Linked DNA regions of Zea mays: region 1 is linked to region 2. Evidence: chromatin contacts called from public Hi-C data. All regions are on one chromosome and are shown on one strand. Each heading gives the region's core, a stretch centred on a gene start, on an enhancer-like site or on the middle of the called end of the contact. The rest is flanking DNA. Distances are from core to core; before and after follow the strand shown. Region 1 holds the start of LOC103637728 (probable xyloglucan endotransglucosylase/hydrolase protein 27). Region 2 holds the start of LOC100272484 (Protein HAIKU1).

Region 1 (2,700 bases), core at 171-2,670, 310 kb before region 2:
TCATATAATGGCTGGGACTATATAGGCCAATTTGTTACTGATGCATCTAGCGAGGTTTTCTCTATAGCGACATCACGAGACGAAAAACTTGGAATATTAGAGATTTTCGAATGCACGTGTGAGTTTTTTAGTGTTTCTTCTATTCCTCCTATAAGTTGTTCCGACTAATCTCATTGTAATTCCACAGAATGCTTAATAGATTGATCACCAGAATTACCTACATTGCTATCGTGGAATGAAGGTATAAAGGAGTCGAGCTTGATCTTTCCTTGCTTGACTATCTTCTTGTGTCTATCTGCCGTGAAGTGTGACAAGAATCTCTACTTCGCTTCTTCGTGCAGTTGGGCGCATCGTCATTCCATTGCTTCAAGAGATCCTCGAATCGCTGTTGTTCCATGATGGCTAGAATCCATAGTTGCCCTGACAATGTTACCTAGGGTGACGTTGGTACGGTCCTTAGAACCGGCCATTGAGGCCAATCTAATAGATCTAAAAGGTAGTCATCCCTCCCCGAGCGCCAAAAAGTGTGTTGACACCTTTTTATACCAAACAACAACGATCCTTAGATCCTGCTTGTGGGGAACGAGACCTTGTGGATCTCTCTGCGAGAGCGTGAACTATTTGCGACTCTGCGTAGAGAGCTCTGCTCTTCTCGTGGGCACATGAACTGTCTGCGTATAGGCGACAGACTATCCGCAAGGGCGCAAAGGGCTTTGTGAATCTTCTGCATAATCTGGATCTGGCCTCCCGGGAGGGACCCATCGAGGAGGAAAGATCTTAAGGTTGTCTTGTGACCAGCAGGCCACCTAAGACGTCTTTAAACGACGTATAGCCCAAGAGAGGTGAAGATTTAGGTCGAAGAATACTAATACTAAGGGTGTGTTTGGTTTGACTTTTGTCCCTTAAAAACCAAAAGCCAAACTAAAGGACTGGATCCAGAAAGCAGTTTTTTTCTAAAAGTCGACTTTCTCGCAGTGCAAAATTGAAAGCACCCCTGGTCCTGCTTTTAGTGGCTTTCAAATGAAACTGTGAAAACATATATCGAAGAATTTAAGTTTCGACCAAACGGTTTTTAGTTTTTTAACAGCTCACAGCCCACAACAGCTTTTTTCACAGCTCACATCCCACAACAGTTTTTTTACAGCCACAGCCCAAGCAAAGAGACCCTATGGCTAAATTACTCATACTCCTCATACATAAGTTAAAATTGGATTAATAGATCGATTGTTATATGTTTCAATCGGTCGTAACCCTTCATATATAGAGAGGGGGAGAGTTTAAACCCGTTACTAGTAAGTTTCCAACAGTTTCCGTGGACGACCATTCGGCGTTCGGATTGTTTGGGCCACATGGCCCGACCGTCCGGCCGTCGAGGTACCAAATCTGGTGCTCAACAATTTCAAAAATCAAAGGCTTCATTCCAGCTATCCCCAATACGAACAAATCAATGGGGGCGAAACTTGAAAATGAAGCTGCATCGTCGCTTTGTCTCTACTCTTGGTACTGGTACGACACAAGGACGAAGCAACAAGTCAGAGCGCGAGGCCGTGGTAGCTCTTGCTTGCTTCCCTAGCCTTATAGCTAGCAAATGTATGCAACCTGTCAGGGGCTTGACTCCTTGCTGGGCATATATATATATAGGACGTGTGCGCTAGTCGGGCGGGATACGGTCGCTAGCAGCCATGGCATCATCGAGTGCTGCTCTCGCCGTCCTGATGCTCAGCTGGGCGGCGGCTCTCGCGGCCGCGTCGTCGCCGGTGACGTTGTTCGAAGCCGGCTACATGCCGCTGTTCGGCGGCGGCAACCTAGTACCGTCGCCCGGCGGCCGCTCCGTCCGCCTCAAACTTGACCGCCACACCGGTAAGACGTACAGAAGGAATAATCCTCTGCAGCTACCTACCTAGCTAGCTAGCTCTAGCTACTGCGTCCCCGCTCTTCAAATTTGTTTCTTCCTCCTCTTCTTCTCCATTCGGGTTTCTTCTAGTAGCTTCTTGTTGATTCACCAATCATGATGCCCATGCACCGCCAGGCTCCGGGTTCGTGTCCCGATCGTCTTACCACCATGGATTCTTCAGCGCTTCCATCAAGCTGCCCGACCATCACACCGCCGGTGTCGTCGTCGCCTTCTACGTAAGACGCTTCGTTCTTATCTCCACCGTACCTCGAATAATTCCATTATCGATCGATATATATCCCTGTCTAGATGCTTAATTATATGTCGCGGTTGATGATGTCAAATAGTAAGACTAACTGCGGCATGGAGCAAAAGTTCTCAGGATGACTTGCTCCTCGATCGATGTTAATTGATTTCTTCATCCGTACATATACATAGTCTAAAGTTTTTATGTGGAATTTGACGAGTGCCTACATATACTTCTTATAAAAGCTATGAAGCCCATTTTTAATTTTAAAAAATAATAATTAAAGGCTTCTTCCATACCACACATTGCTAATTAATAAATTCCCCAATAAATAATAATGAATAGATGCATGTGTAAATATACACACAGTAATGTGTTGATATAGATGTGTGCACCGGGCCACTTGCTTACACGAAGCGTGTGGCGTGCCTACTACACAAGTTGGTTACCAGAAAGTACCCTAGCTAGTACGCCGTGGAAAGAAAAGAGTGGTTGCAAAAAAACTATCTAGATATTGGGTTTTTTTCTTCCGTTTTCTGTGACAACGACCCAAAAGGGT
Region 2 (2,700 bases), core at 43-2,542:
CCGTTACAAACCGTCTCCCAAGCTAATTCCACGGATTTAGCTAACAAATCCCGCAAGAAATTTAGAACTCTAACTGGCTCTGCGCGCGCGAACGGTTCGTGCCATAACGGTGAACCATCCAGACCGCGGAGTGTCCGCATGATCAATTTGGTGCTCAACAATACTTAGGTCAATTTGGTGCTCAACGATACTAAGATCAATTTGGTTCTCAACGATACCAAGCGAGGAGAAGGTGGGCTGCTAGCATGCCGACATGCATGCTGCTAGCGCGACACACACTCGCCATGGAGGTAACAAGACAACATCAGAATTAATAATATTATTAGTCGAATAAAAGCAAAGTTTTTTATATTCTTTATAGTTTTTGAGATTTTGATTGTCTAACTGCCTATTTAATTAGATGATCAAATATAAATATATATATATATATATTTATTTGTGTCTAGAAAAATAGAGATTGAAGATATACTCTCTATAGCACGAGTTATAAAAAAATCTACTCAACATAAAAGTATAAACATATTTTTATTCAAAATTAATTTTTAGATAATGATTTAGAAAGTATAGACTCTCTGTTCCGAACCTTTATAGCCAATTGTTATCTCAAATAAGTTGTTAATTGATTTTAACTGGGTCAGAGCAACTACCAAATGTTTAAGAGGCATAACTATGAATTAGCTCGTACATTAGCTGATCTGCTAAAAAATAGCTAATTTTAGCTCCTAATCAGTACTATAAATTTTAGAGGTTTGGAAGAGACAAAATTTAGAATGAATGCAGGCCGGGCTAAAAGTCTCATCTTGAGCCCCACTGACAGTATTAATAAATACCTGATAAATGCGATGTGCCGTAGAGAATTCAGCGAATTGGTCAGCAACACCTCAGCATTGAGCATGCGGCAACGAAATCGTAGTCATGTAAACATTTCCGTAATACTCGCTGTTGCCTGTTGCTCATGGTCACTAACCTCCATCATCATCACGCCATAACTCATGGGTTGCTGCTGATAGTTACAGGAAAGTGCAGGGCAAAAGCTGGGTGAAGTTGAAGAAATGCAAAAAGTCCAGACACCAAAATACGTATTGCTGCGGAGCAAATGGAATCGTAGTGGACAAACGGAATTGCTGGCCGGCAGCTAGTCTGCCACTCGATCCATCGGCGGACGGCGGCAGTGGCCAGTGGGCAGCGGCAAAGACGCGAATCAACCGAGCTGGTCTCCCTCGCCCCTGAAGCAAAGCAACCTACTCCGCGCTCGCTCCTCCACTTGCTCCCCTCCTCTTCCGTGCTCGTCCCGTCCACCGCCCCCTCCCCCTCCGCTTACGCCACACCCAGCCCAATCAACTCGCCGCGGACCGCGCCCATGCCCTCATCTCCCTGCTCCTCCCAAAATTGACCACCCAATCAATCGGCTCCTAGTCCTCACCCCCGACCCGTTCCCATGGATCGCACCACCTCCAACAACAGCAGCAGTGCCAGTAGCACCACCTCCGCCGGCAGCCAGAACCCGCACCTCGGCGTCAACAAGCTCGGCCGCTCCATCCGCAAGGCCACGCCGCCGCCGCCCCCGCAGCCACAGCCCGCCGCAAACCGCCCTCCCCAGCCCCAGCCGCAGGTCTACAACATCAGCAAGAACCAGTTCCGCGACATCGTCCAGCAGCTCACCGCCGGTACCCCGTCCCCACCGCCGCCGCAGCACCACCACCAGCTCGCCCACCGCCCGCCGCAGCCGCAGCCCAAGACACCCTCCATGCGCCTCCAGAGGATCCGCCCGCCCCCCATCGCAACCCCCGTCGCCCGGCCCCCGCCCGTCCATCCCAACCACCACGCCGTCCCCCACAACCCTAACCACAACTACCCCGTCTTCCACCGTCCGCCGCCGCCGCAGCCCCAAGCACAGCACATGCCCGCTCCCGGCCCTGCCTGGGCTGATTCCCCAGTCTCAGCGTACATGCGCATCCTCGAGAACTCCCTCTTCAGCGCCACCCCACCGGGAGCCGCTGCCGCGGCGGCGGCGGCTGCAGCTGCAGCTGCGGGACAGCTGCCACACCCTCACCACCAGCCTTCACATCCTCATCCCCCGCCTGTACCGTCGCCTGGGATACTCCCTTCCCCAAGCAGCTTCCTCAACCTGCTCTCGCCCACGCCCAGGTCACCTTATCCGCTACTCTCGCCAGGGTTTCAGCACCCGCCGCCGCTCACGCCGAACTTCCCCGCGCTGTCTCCGTTGGCGGGGACCGGCATCCTTGGCCCAGGACCCATGCCGCCGCCGCCGTCGCCGGGTCTCTGGTTCCCGCAGTCGCCGTCTGGGCTCCTTTCTCCATCAGGCTTCTTGCCGAGCCTTAGCCCAAGGTGGAGAGATATATAGCAAGTCTGTGTTTTCCACAGCAGCTGCCCCTCTTGAGCAAGGCGGCCGTGTAACATTTGACGGTAGGGACGTAGCCACGGTGAGGTCGGTTGGGTCGTCCGCCGGATTTGGCTGGAGAAACACACAGGTGGGTTGTAACTTTGGACTCCCATATTTATTGCTGCTACTTACTGCTTCTGTGCTGTGGTTGATTAGTCGGTATGTAAAAGGAGATTTGTTATATATTTGTAATTGTATAACTGTGAAATATTTCAATTCATTCACTTCTCTTAGATGCAAATTCTGGACATGTTCTACTTTAGATTCTCGAGTGACTAGGCTTGGAAATCTGTAAT

What was found. A called contact is a pair of places that touch in the nucleus more often than the background predicts.
Region 1: a contact with region 2 is called in a Hi-C map of leaf, with 6 times the contacts expected there. The contact joins the promoter of LOC103637728 here to the promoter of LOC100272484 in region 2. A contact is called at or near these places in 2 of 25 Hi-C or Micro-C datasets (bundle sheath and leaf).

Annotation. Positions count from the first base shown.
Region 1 is chr1:104,947,426-104,950,125 of Zm-B73-REFERENCE-NAM-5.0, reverse strand. It overlaps LOC103637728 (probable xyloglucan endotransglucosylase/hydrolase protein 27), which reads left to right and starts at 1,420. Exons shown (of 4, transcript XM_035964065.1): 1 at 1,420-1,550; 2 at 1,642-1,860; 3 at 2,030-2,130. The coding sequence starts at 1,683.
Region 2 is chr1:104,633,808-104,636,507 of Zm-B73-REFERENCE-NAM-5.0, reverse strand. It overlaps LOC100272484 (Protein HAIKU1), which reads left to right and starts at 1,292. Exons shown (of 1, transcript NM_001146955.1): 1 at 1,292-2,623. The coding sequence starts at 1,439. The coding sequence ends at 2,365.